3 separate regions of the Mus musculus genome follow, and all the other regions are linked to region 3. The links are chromatin contacts, called in public Hi-C and HiChIP or PLAC-seq maps. All regions are on one chromosome and are shown on one strand. Each heading gives the region's core, a stretch centred on a gene start, on an enhancer-like site or on the middle of the called end of the contact. The rest is flanking DNA. Distances are from core to core; before and after follow the strand shown.

Region 1 (4,249 bases), core at 1,338-3,837, 250 kb after region 3:
CACACACACACACACACACACACACACACACACACAAACACACGGACATGCATGCATGTACGCTTCCATGTACACTCTCTTAAACTTTCTGGCTTCATCTTCTTTGTAGCAAGTCTCTTAGGCAAGACCTGGACCACAGAGATGCTAGCTTTGGACATGACTTTCTGGGACATTCAGGATGCACTTGTCCTCTGGCTGGAGAAACCCCTAACACCATCTGCCCCTCTGAGTGGTGATTATGGTGTCACCTGTAGGACCTTGTGGAGCTTATACTTCCACTGCCCATCAGGAGTGACATATAAAGCCAACCAATGGATGTGTGCACAGTGATGTGTAGGCAGGCCACAATGAGTTTGTCCTGTGGCAGAGGTGTGAGACCAGTGACCCCAGCAACCTTATCCCTTCCTTGGGTCTATGGCCCATGGTGGGTACTGTAGTGCCATAAACAAAAAGCAACCTGCCCTGCTGGATGCTGGACATAAATTGGTAGTCCAGCCGTAGTGTTGTCTTACCTCCTTGAAGGCAGAGGAGGCATCTTATTGACCAGCAAGGAGGAGATGAGGAAAGGCCTTGGAGCTTCGGTATCACATTGAGGAGTGGCATGTGTGTGTGTGCTGTGGTCCTGTGTGTGTATGGTACATGGAATATGAACATATGTCTGAGATGTCTGTGTGTAACATGCATGTGAGTGGGTAGAAGAGTATGCAGTGTATGAGTGCATGTATGTGGGCATGGTTTTCAGAGATGTGGGTGTGTATGTGTGTGCTTATGATGTGTGTGTGATGCGTATTTGTATGTGGATGAGTATGTGTTTGTGTATGATGTGGGTATGTATAATGTGTACATGTGTATATGATGTGTTCATGTATGTAAATGATGAGTATGGTATGTATGTGTATGATGGATATGTGTGTGTATGTGTGTGCATGTATGATGTGTATGTGTGTGTATGATGTGTATGTGTGTGTATGATGTGAATGTGTGATGTGTATATGTGTGATTTGTATGTATATGTGTATGATGTGTATGTGTGTGTTGGCTTTGTCTCATCAGACCTGAGCCTTGGCCCTCATATAAGGCCAGGTTCTCCTGTGGCTCTGCAAAGTCCTGGGGAGGAAGGTGTGTCTTGTTACAGGGAGCTGAGCTGCTGGTTCTGTGGAGCAGATGTGTTGACTCCAGCAGGAAGCAGAGGAAAGGGACAAGAAGAAGACACAGCTTGACAACAAGCAAGACACACCTGTCTTGCACTTGGGTGTGCACAGGCTGGATCTTCAGCCTGCATTCGATGACACCAGCAGCCCATCCAGACTACCAACTCAGAAGCCTTGCCTGTACCTATTTTCATATGCTGCTGCCTACATACTCACATGCCAGCCGCATGTACATGAAGACACTCGCAGGTACACTCTCTCATAATTTACCCCCACACATATACCCACTCACTCACGACCGTGACTATACCCTGTAGGCACACACAGCTCACACGTGCACATACACATCACAGGCAGTCACAGCCCTGACAGGTCCACTCACTACCTGCACATACATCAGGTATGCACACATACCCACAGCCCCACAGCACATATATTCACAACAGTGGCACTCCACACCCGCAAACAGGACATGTGTTCCTATAGCCACGAACGCACATCTCCGTCAGCACGCTCTGCTTCTGTGACCTGGGCCTGAGGTTTGAGAATGTTTCCAACTTGGCCAGACTTCAATGGGACAGCACTTTCCAGTCTGAGGAGCAGGCAGTGAAGTGGGGACCAAGGGTGACATCCCAGGGACTGCATGATAATTAGAACCTGGTCACCCTGTGGAGAGTTCTGCCTTTAGAGACTTAGGCCTGTGTATGTATATGATGTATATGGGATCATAGCCTTGAATCATTTGGCCATGGTCCCTCTCCTCAGGGGCCATTTCCATACCCCACCCTCACCCCCATTCCCAGTCGTAGGATCCTTAACTGTTCTCTCCACAAGTGTCCTCTGCTTCTGAAAGTCCTAACTACCAGACTGGAGGCAGTCAGTCACCCAGTGGCTATGTCACTAGGCTGCCTTTGAACCTCATTGGAGGTCTCTCTTTAACTTGCCATTCTGTAGGACTTGTGTCCTATTCTTGAATGTTCTGGCCCTCAATGTCCGCAGCACTGTCCTGGGCCATTGCGTCTGTGTGGGAAGGTGGATTACCAGTGACATCCTCAGAGAATGCCCAAGAGGCTCCTCAGTAAACAACCTGCCTACCTCCTCAGGGTTAGCCTAAGCTGGACCATTTTATGGCCCTGAAACCAGACACCATTCTTTTGCTGCATCCCATAGGAGCCAGAAGAAGACAACGTGGAAATCAAGTTGTGTGTGTTTGCCTAAACCCACTTAACTCCCCTCTGCGGCTGTGAACCCTGAGCCTGGGATGGGACCCGTGAGTGGGAAGCTCTCTCCCAGCCTGGCTTGAATCAAGACTGCCAGCAACAGGCAACAGAACCTACTGGCTGTGGTAAAGGGCTCATGTTCAGTGTTGTCACCCCGGTGCCCTAGTCAAAAAAGAAAGGACTCCAGCTGTGGCCTGTGCTATGTCTGATGACTGCCCCCTAGTGTCCGTTTCTGAAATGAGTGCAAAGCTGGAAGAAGGATGCTGTTACTACTTAGAGAGGGCTCTGCCTAAGGAAAGAACTGAAAAGGACAGGATGACAGGACTTAAGAGACATTCCCGGGCCTACTGAGCTGGAGGACAGCCTTGGGAGCAAAGTATGCCCCATGAGCATCAGCCAGGAAGTTAGAACTCTCACATGCACACTCCTGTGGACTGGCCCCAGGTCCGTGCTGTTTGGTAGGGAGTTCTGCCTGGCAGGCAGTTGTGCCTTCAGGGCACATGGCTGACATTTGTTGCCGCTTACAGCCACCTGCCGGTCTGCAGTGCATCCTGGGTAAATTATTAACAGGCCTCTTCCTAGAGAGCTTCCCTAGAGGTAGATAGAGGCAGCCAGGCAAAATACCTATGTGGGCTGAGACCGGGACCTGCTAGCCCCTGGTGTGGGGCAAAAAGACAACAGCCTTCCTGTGGCCCTGCTGATAATTATCCACACACGGATCAGTGTGGGATGGAATCCTTAAAAACTTAAGTTATGGGCAGACTTGACATTGTTCTTGTACAGGCATGGGCTGGGATTGGAGAGGGACCGTTGTAAACCGGAGACAGGGATTAATCCTGTATCAGACAGTAGAAAGATGACCCACAATATTCTCAAAAGTGCAATCTGACCTCGGGGAGGGAAGGGCAGTGGGGCTGGAGTGGATTCTGGGTGGCTTTCCAGTCTGAAAGAGAACTTCACAGAAGGGAATCAGTCCCTGAGACAGAGATAAACAACAGGGGAACTGAGGTGAGCCTGCAGGAATAGCAGGTGCGGACAGACAGAGGCCATCAGGAAGTCCAGCCACCTTTACTCCTGAGAGACCCAAGGTGCCCATGATGCAGGACAGAAAGATGTGAAAACCTGTAGGGATACTTGTAGGGATAAAATCCACTGGGGGATCCCTCTCCAGCTGGACACACAATTCCAACACAATCAGTATTTACCATGAAGGTTGCCAACACAAGCGATCTTTGGTACAGAGACATCTTCAGGTACTGATAAGGTAGCAATAAGGTAGGTTCTGGGTCTGAATGTTGGCGGCCTGGGCAGGGCCTCTCCCCCTGGGTGTGTTTTGGAAGTCACTAGACTGAGATATCCTACCTCTCTGTAATTCTGTGATCTTGGGCCCTCTCAGCTGAGCCCTGTCAGGTTTCCCAGACATCCTCTACAGACAGCAGATTCAAAGCCACTGGAATCCTATTCATGGGTGAAGACAGTAGCATGGAACCTTGGCTTGGAGTTGAGGCCCCTAAAAGATTAAGGGGTGTCCATAGGCTGCCCTGGGTGACAGCACGCTGCTATGCCTCTCTCTGTCACTGCTGCCTCGGACATCTTCAGCTACACTTGAGGTCAGGTGGGAGAGGAGGGGCGGCCATGCTTTGGAAGAGGCAGAGAACACCTTAGCAGGAGACCTCATACCCCAAGATGGAAGCAGAAAAGGAAGGCATGCCTTTGGCCGCCCCTCTTAGGTAGGTACTTTAAAACAGGTAACACATAGCTCACTGCAGGTTCAATGTGTGATGCCTCGGTGACTTTGTATGGGCAGGGGCGCCAGGTCTGCCTTCTTTGGGGTTAGATGGAATAGATGCTCCTCCCTTCAGGCCTAAGGGCCAGACC
Region 2 (3,632 bases), core at 333-2,832, 140 kb after region 3:
GCTTCCCCTTTCCTCTGCTGCCAGGGTGCTGCTTAGGAGAGCTCTGAGGGAGCGGCCCACACCCAGTTGTAGTTTTGATCTGAGGACCTTCTTTGCTTCTTCCTCTTCCCTGGAGTCTCTGTGTTATTATTCCTTGTTTGGTCAGACCTCAGTCTCACACTTTCTCCAGCTTTTTGCACATACTGAAAAATATTTTATAAAGTCTGTGTGTGTATGTGTGTGTGTGTGTGTGTGTGTGTGTGTGTGTGTGTGTGTGTTACACTCTGCCTTTCTGGAAAAAGTTCCTCTGGGCTATTGAGTTGACATCCCATGCTTGGTCATGATAGGACCAGTCCTGAATATGAACTCACCAGACTTTGGGCAAAGTTCCCTGTGCAGATGCGATAGCATCCAAGGGTCCCTTTTAGAAAAAAACAAAAACAAAAAAACAAAAAACAGGGGGATAGGAACTATGGGGAGAAGGGGAGAGGGAGGAAAGAAATGAAAGGGAGGGAAAAGACGGAGGAAAGGAGGAAGGATGGAGGGGGATGTGAGGGAGGAGGGAAGGGGATGTGAGGGAGGAGGGAGGGGAACATGAGGGAAGAGGGAGAGGATGTGAGGGAGGAAGGAAGAGGGACAGAAGGGGAGGAGAAAGGAAGAGTACCAAGAGAAAGATATAGAAAGGAGAAAGTAGGAAGGAGGGTGAAAGGAAGGAGAGGTTTGGTTAAGTTTCATGGTCACTTCTTTCTGAAGTGTCAGAGAACTAAGTGTCTTCCTATTTTCTAGAATGCACACTTGGTGCTTGGCCCTGAAGTACTTTCAGGCAGAAGTGTCATGGAGAACGAGGTCTGTGTGCCGGGCTTGTAGAGCCCCTTAACACTGCCCTCTCTTGTCCTCCCATCTCCCCACCCCCACCCCCACACAGTACATTGTGGGTGCTAATTACTGGTCCACTCCAGTGGAACGGGAGACTGTGTTGATGTTACACTAACAGTTTATGCTCAACAAGCTCTGTGTGCATGTAATAATTACAGCATATTTGTCTTTGGTATTTCGCAAGCATTCTTTCTGGATAATACTGGCAGGATTAAGTAACAGTTTCTCGCCAGCGTGGTTGCTCAACTGCATTAAACGCGGATGGAGCACGGATGGAGCGCTATGACGCTCACAGCCTGGCTCCCCCCCCTCCCCCCCACCTCTGACCTTTTGCTTTTCTTACGTATAAAATAATCTATTGTCTGTGCCTATTGTTCCTATCCCAGATGCCAGGAAGTACTTCAGCAAAACATTTTGCTTTCGTGTTAAAGGACAGCCTTTACGGTGGTGAGGAGTAAGCTGGGCAGGCAAGCCACCAGGCTGCCAGCAACCAGGGACTTCAAAGTCTTCCTTTGGGAACTGTGGGGGAGCTGACATTTCTGCTTCTCTATATCCAACATTGGCAACATGTGCGGGGGGGGGGGGGGGGGATGAGAGGGAAGGGGCGCAGGGGGCGGGCATGGTTGTAATTCTGTCTTGGAAAAGGTCAGCAGGAGACACACTAGCTACATTGTGTAGCCCCGGTACTCTGATCCCAGACACGTGCTCAGGAGCCTGTTACGCAACACAGCCCACAGCCTCAAGGCCATTTTGCACAAGTTTCTCCTTCCCATAAGTTTACAGCCTCCTGAGATCATTAGCTTGTGACATAATTCTCGCCCACAAACACGGGCCGCTCAAACAGAGCAGAAATTCCAAAATAAAGCACTTCAGAAATAGCTAAGCATTTTTTTTTTGGACTTTTTTTTTTTGTTTTTTAACCTTTCCTGCACGATTCACGACTGTTTTTTTAAAGCCACTGAGTGAAACAGAGAACCCTACTCAGGGGTTTCTTTTTTTCAGTGTGGGAGTTTGGTCCGCGAAGGTTCCTGTGGGAACTCTCTCTTCTGCAGTGTTTTGGTTTTACCTGTGTTCTAGCTTGCTGTTGAAAAGCCAGGTCTACCTCTCTGTCTGATAAGCTAACGACTAACACACAGTGGCTTTGGTGGACATTTTTCAGAGTCCTGAGGTGAGGCCTGACATGTTCCCACATACAGTGGAAAGTTACTGTGGTGGCTGTCACTGAGTCCAGGGGACCAGAGACGCAAAGTAAATGCCACGCTGTGGCAGGTTTTTAATGTTATCGAGGGAGTTTGGCCCGACACGATGATGTGTCAGGATTCTTTGTTGTGAATGGCACAAGTCCAAACAAAAGTAGCCTGGATCAAAGAAAACTGTCACTTGGCCAGCAACCCTCAGCAGGAAAGGGCAGGACCATGAGGACAGTAGAACCAGGCTCACAGGGCTGGAGGGACACCCTGCGTTTCCTGTCGTGCCTAACGACCAGGGTATAGCTTCATTCTCTGGTCCGGTTTTACAGCTTCCAGCCCACTGGAGAGTAGAACTCAGGTCCCTGGGTACAGAGGCAGTTTATTGACTCGGCAGTCTCCCAAGCACCACCACCTACCCCCGTTTTGTCTGTGTAGTTCTAAGGGTGGCCTTGGCTGACAGCAGAACCCGGAAGCCTCTGCAGCCTCCACCACAGGGAAATGGGAAGAAGGGGGCCTGGGTGTGTAAAGGCCTTTGGTCCAGCGAGAACCCAGATTAGCTAGAAGTTCTAGCCACTTTTGGAGAGGTCAGGCCAGCCATGGGGACAGGACCCAGTGGAGATGACAACCCCTGAATCAGAATGTTGGTGGTTGGGGACATGCGCAGACATGGTTTAGATTGACTGACTGGGGAGAGGGGGTACTTAGACCCAGCACCTGTGGTCCAGCTTTCCCACCCCTACTCTGTCTGCCCAACACCTTCCTCATGACAGGGATATTCCTCATGTCCTCATGTCTTCCTCATGACAGAAATGTTCCTCTTATGTCCCAGCGTCCCCACCAGAGAGAGTGGTATTATGTCCTCTCTGGATACCGGAAGAGGACATGGACCATGGCGGGTGGGGGTGACATGATGTCATGGGTAGCCCTAGTTGGACCCCTGCCCTAGGTCAGGAAGACAGTGTGGGGGACATCTGCCACCCTTAGCTGTGGTCATCAGTAGCCAAGTGGAATCTGGCAGGGTCCATCTAGGTTCCTGGATCTCTGAGTGATACACGCATTTCTCTGTTCACCTCTGTGATCAGTGTGTTCAAGTTCTCCAGTGGGCAGCTTTCGAACCCCAGGGAAGCCCTTGACTTGTCTGGTATCATTCCTGTTGCTACCAAGAGAAAAGTCTTTGACACACACACTCGCTGTCTGACACACACACTCGCTGTCTCCCGGTGGTTCAAGAGTGGTTCCAGAGTTTTTGCAAAGTTCTGATTTACCTGGCTGTAGGCAGTTTTATGTGTTCTCTCCAATGTCAGTGTTACTTATTATAAGCTCTTTGTGTGTGTGTGGGGGGGGGATGGGGGGGAGAAGGGGAGCCTGGAGAGAAGTTCTGGGACTTTCAGGGCAAGATGATCTGACCCAGCAAGTGAACTTCTGCTAATACCATGGCCTGTTTCCTAAATAAACTTCTGAGGAAGAGAACTCAAGGCTTCCTTTCTTCTGAACTGTTTGCATACCCTAAAGCTATGTGATGTGGGAAGTGCCCACGTCCCCTTTCCAGAGGCGGTGTCTTACCTCGAAGAACATGCTTTGTGCTAA
Region 3 (4,038 bases), core at 463-2,962:
CCATGAAGAAGAATGTTGACCTCTTACTAACACAGCATCTTCCCAAACTTGGTTGCTAGTGTTTCAGGTTGGGCTTCGGGAGTGTAGTCCTACAGGTGTGGCCTTCCATTCCCAGCTTGTCTCCCAGATTTATTGACAAGTAGAAGCAGTCATTAGGGGTGCCACCCTGATCATTTTATCTCTCTTCTTGGTGTCCCTTTGCCTTGGCATTTCAAGACCCTCCCTTATCTCAGTGTTATACCTTAAAAATCAAACGAACCCCATCAATATGTGAAGACCCAAAGAAATTGTACAGTAAGCAAGCATTAATGTTACAGGCTAACAGGAATCCCTGCAGCCCTCCCCCCCCACACACTTGCTCCCCAGAGTCCCCCAGAATGATAGAAAATGGGGTTGGGAGGGAGCTTAGTTGGTAAAGGGCTGGTATGCAAGCATGAAGACCTGAATCCCCAGAGTCCACAGGAAAACCCAGATGTAAGGTCTGGCATAGGGGTGCATGCCTTTAATCCCAGCACTTGGGATGCAGAGAGATGAATCTCTGTGAGTTCGAGGCCAGCCTGGTCTATATAGTGAGCACCATGATTACATAGAAAGACTGTCTCAGAAGAGGGGGGGGGGATGGAGGGAGAGAGAAGGAGGAAGAGGAAGAGCAGGAAGAAGAGGAAGAGGAGGAGGGGAAGTAGGGGGGAAGAAGAGGAGGAAGAGAAAGGCAGATTCAGTGGTGCAAGCCAGTAGTCTCACAGCTATTGGGAAGAGGGCACACAGGGATCTCTGGGGCTCACTGGCTGGCCGACCTGGTCTAATAGATAATTACCAGCTTCAGAGAGGAAATCCTGTCTCAAAAAATAAGGTAGATGACACCTGAAGCACACCTGACATTGGCCTCTGGCCACACTCACACATGCACACACACAAGCAAGGAGACTTACAACTATGTATAGCATGACTATCAAAAGATAGGGACTATACACCTCAGAGCACCAAGAAGCCTCAGGAATATCCAACAGGCAGCTCTTAGGTTGCTACAGATTGAAAGGAAGGCACAGCCAGACACACCCAAAGGTGCTCCCCAGTGGGTCAACCCCAACACTCAGGCATGGAGAGGGATAGCTGACAGTTCCTCCCTGGAATGCAGACAGGTCCTCCACATGGCCTCCTCACTGTGTGTGTATCCTGTCTTCATCAGTTCCTCACCGTGTGGGATTTGATTGGTTAGAGTTGCTCCTATCACATGCCCTGACCCTACGGAGGTGATCATATTGTACCTTTTACAGTCCCTGTGGATACCCGAAGCTATAGGAAGTGACCAACTCGACACAGATTGGATCTTCCCTACACTTGCAAAGTTCCCTATACAAAGTTTAATTTATAAGTTACACAGTGGCTGGGCAGTGGTGGCTCACACCTTTAATCCTAGCACTTGGGAGGCAGAGGCGGGCGGATTTCTGAGTTAGAGGCCAGCCTGGTCTACAGAGTGAGTTCCAGGAAAGCCAGGGCTACACAGAGAAACCCTGTCTCAAACAAACATACAAACAAACAAAAAAAGTAACACAGTACAGGATGATCAACAACTGATAGGGAATAGAACAATAGTCGTGTAATAACAGCTGCTATGGTTTAACTTATTTTTAATTATGCGTATGTGTATCATGTGCACACCATGAGTGCAGGAACCTTTGCAGAACTTTCAGTTCCCTCGAAGCTGGAGTTACAGGCAGTTCTGAGTTTGGAAACCAAACTCAAGACTTCTGCAAGATCAGCATGTGTTCCTCCTACCCACTAAGCCGTTTCTCCAGCACCTAAAACTTGCTTTCTATGTGAATGGTTTAAGGATACAAGCAGGGGTTAAAGATCATTCCCAGCTATTTAGTACGTTTCAGGTCATATGAGACCCCCGAACACACACACACACACAAAATGAATTTCTAGGATTTCCTATTGATGACCAATACCACAAGCAACGGAGTCTGTGCAGAAAGAATGACCACTATGCCAGTCTCTTGTAGAAGCTTTCCCAGAAGCGAACAGTACAGTGTCCAGGATCCAAGCCCTGTGCCTGGATGAGGAGAGAGGGTAGGAGCCTACATGGGGCACTTCAGAGGGTGGACTGACTGGTTTTGTGTGTCAACTTGACACAGGCTGGAGTTACCATAGAGAAAGGAGTTTCAGTTGGGGAAATGCCTCCATGAGATCCAGCTGCAAGGCATTTTCTCAATTAGTGATCAAGGGGGAAGGGCCCCTTGTGGGTGGTGCCATCCCTGGGCTGGTAGTCCTGGGTTCTATAAGAGAGCAGGCTGAGCAAGCCAGGGGAGACAAGCCAGTAAGTAACATCCCTCCATGGCCTCTGCATCAGCTCCTGCTTCCTGACCTGCTTGAGTTCCAGTCCTGACTTCCTTTGGTGATGAACAGCAATGTGGAAGTGTAAGCTGAATAAACCCTATCCTCCCCAATTTGCTTCTTGGTCATGATGTTTGTGCAGGAATAGAAACCCTGACTAAGACAGAAGGGCAAAGGGGATCTACAAAGGAAGGCTTTTTCATGAGAAGTAGAAAGAGAGCCCTTAAAGCTAAGTACTGTGATACATACCTATAATCCCAGCACTTGGGAGGCAGAGGCAGGAGGATTGCAAATTCAAGGCCAGCAGGGACTTCATAACAGGAGCCCATCAGAATGAAGAAGAGCAGCAGGAAGCTGGGGTTGAAATGACTGGTTATCTATTGTATGATAGTTGAATAATGCATTTGTCTATTAGCTGCAAAGAAGGAACTATTTCAAAAAAATAAAACCAGCTCAACTTGTGTGTGAATTCTGGTGGCTGCCTACACACATGGCCCTCTGAACAATTGAGCCCTCATCCACTGAGACCTTTCTGCCACACAGGCATTTTGCTGGTTTAAAAGAAAAAAAGTTTAATGTCTTGTTAGAAGTTAGGAATGTGGCTTATGTGATAGAGAGCTTGCCTGGAATGCACAGAGCCCTGGGTTCCATCTCCAGTACTGCATAAACCCTGCCTGAATGGGTGTTCACACCTGTAATCTCATCCATCACACAGGAGGCCGAGGCAGGAGAATCAGAACTTCAAGGCCGTTCTTGGGACACATTGTGGGTTTGAGGTCAGACTGAGTTAGACACTCTTGTCTCACCCCCTCCCCCAACACACACACCGTTAGATTTTTAAAAACAAAACAAAAGAAAAGAAAACAAAACACCTGATAGCTATAAGAGTCAATTTTGAAGACTAGAAAACCTTCCTAGTTGGAGGGTTGCTAATAGTCTCAGATGGCCGAAAGGGACAGGAGTCATTGAAGTTATTTAGTCACCAAGGATCTGGGCTGTATCCCATTTCCACTTGGGCCAGAAAATTTCAAATGAGGAACATTTGCCACTTGAGCCCCCAGAATACCGGTAAGAGTAGAGGATTATGGTAATTCTGGATTATGAACTACAGTCTTAGAAAGGGGAAGTAGGGTGTCATGAGAAAAACATTTGAAATACAGCTGGCCTTAACCTTTGTAGGTGCCCTATAGAAGAAGCTAGTGTGGATTCTAGGGGACAGACAGAAAGCCTCAATTCAGGAAGTGACAGAGATAGATAAGGATGAGCAGGTAACTGTGGGAGGTGACAGAGCAGCCTGCGAGAGATCCCCCAGGGCTGCTGATGGGGAGCAGAACACATTTCTGCTCAGCCAAGTGTCCCCAGTGCATCCAAGGCTACATCAACCGCTTATGAAGAGCAAGGTGACTTTGAGAGACAGTGTTTGAAGACAGCCCAAAACTCTGTTGGCTAAGAATAAGGTCCCTTTGGAAGACAGAGTGGGGTTGGCAGTATGGCTCAGTGGGTAAGGGCACCAGCTGCCAAGCCTGACAGCAAGAACTTGACCCGCCCCCCCTCCCCCAGGACCTACATGGTAGAAGGAGAGAACCAACTCCTGCAAGCTGTCCTCTGACCTGCATACATGTGCGATAGCATATACATGGGCATGTACACACATATCACAAATAAATATATGTGACAGATAGATAGATAGATAGATAGATA

What was found. A called contact is a pair of places that touch in the nucleus more often than the background predicts. HiChIP or PLAC-seq counts read pairs in DNA pulled down with a chosen protein or histone mark.
Region 1: a Hi-C map of bone marrow-derived macrophages shows a contact between it and region 3, with 53 read pairs. The contact joins two enhancer-like sites. A contact is called at or near these places in 5 of 39 promoter capture datasets (the 3T3-L1 cell line, the C10 cell line, hippocampal neurons and 2 more), 3 of 15 datasets of contacts at CTCF or cohesin (CD8 T cells and the NIH/3T3 cell line), 22 of 484 Hi-C or Micro-C datasets (the C2C12 cell line, the CH12 cell line, DN3 thymocytes and 17 more), 36 of 115 datasets of contacts at active chromatin or transcription factors (CD8 T cells, the HPC-7 cell line, T-cell acute lymphoblastic leukemia and 27 more) and 3 of 9 other capture datasets (adipose tissue, liver and pancreatic islet).
Region 2: a contact with region 3 is called in an H3K4me3 HiChIP or PLAC-seq map of bone marrow-derived macrophages, with 4 times the contacts expected there. The contact joins two enhancer-like sites. A contact is called at or near these places in 5 of 39 promoter capture datasets (the 3T3-L1 cell line, the C10 cell line, the SN4741 cell line and 1 more), 42 of 484 Hi-C or Micro-C datasets (the AML12 cell line, B cells, the HPC-5 cell line and 23 more), 26 of 115 datasets of contacts at active chromatin or transcription factors (CD8 T cells, the HPC-7 cell line, the NIH/3T3 cell line and 19 more) and 2 of 9 other capture datasets (adipose tissue and pancreatic islet).

The regions. Positions count from the first base shown.
Region 1 is chr13:52,710,494-52,714,742 of GRCm38.p6, reverse strand. No RefSeq gene overlaps it. Among named protein-coding and RNA genes, the nearest start is that of BB123696, 45 kb to the left of the region's middle. Within about 2 kb of position 2,587, at least 53 of the 459 cell types and tissues checked have an H3K27ac peak or open chromatin away from gene starts, as enhancers often do. A contact at or near this core is called in adipose tissue and bone marrow-derived macrophages, where this site is marked.
Region 2 is chr13:52,820,356-52,823,987 of GRCm38.p6, reverse strand. No RefSeq gene overlaps it. Among named protein-coding and RNA genes, the nearest start is that of Gm33315, 7.1 kb to the left of the region's middle. Within about 2 kb of position 1,582, at least 169 of the 459 cell types and tissues checked have an H3K27ac peak or open chromatin away from gene starts, as enhancers often do. A contact at or near this core is called in adipose tissue, bone marrow-derived dendritic cells, bone marrow-derived macrophages and 1 more, where this site is marked.
Region 3 is chr13:52,960,220-52,964,257 of GRCm38.p6, reverse strand. All of the region lies in intron 2 of Gm40950 (a long non-coding RNA gene), which reads right to left. Among named protein-coding and RNA genes, the nearest start is that of Gm40950, 7.8 kb to the right of the region's middle. Within about 2 kb of position 1,712, at least 9 of the 459 cell types and tissues checked have an H3K27ac peak or open chromatin away from gene starts, as enhancers often do. A contact at or near this core is called in adipose tissue, bone marrow-derived dendritic cells, bone marrow-derived macrophages and 1 more, where this site is marked.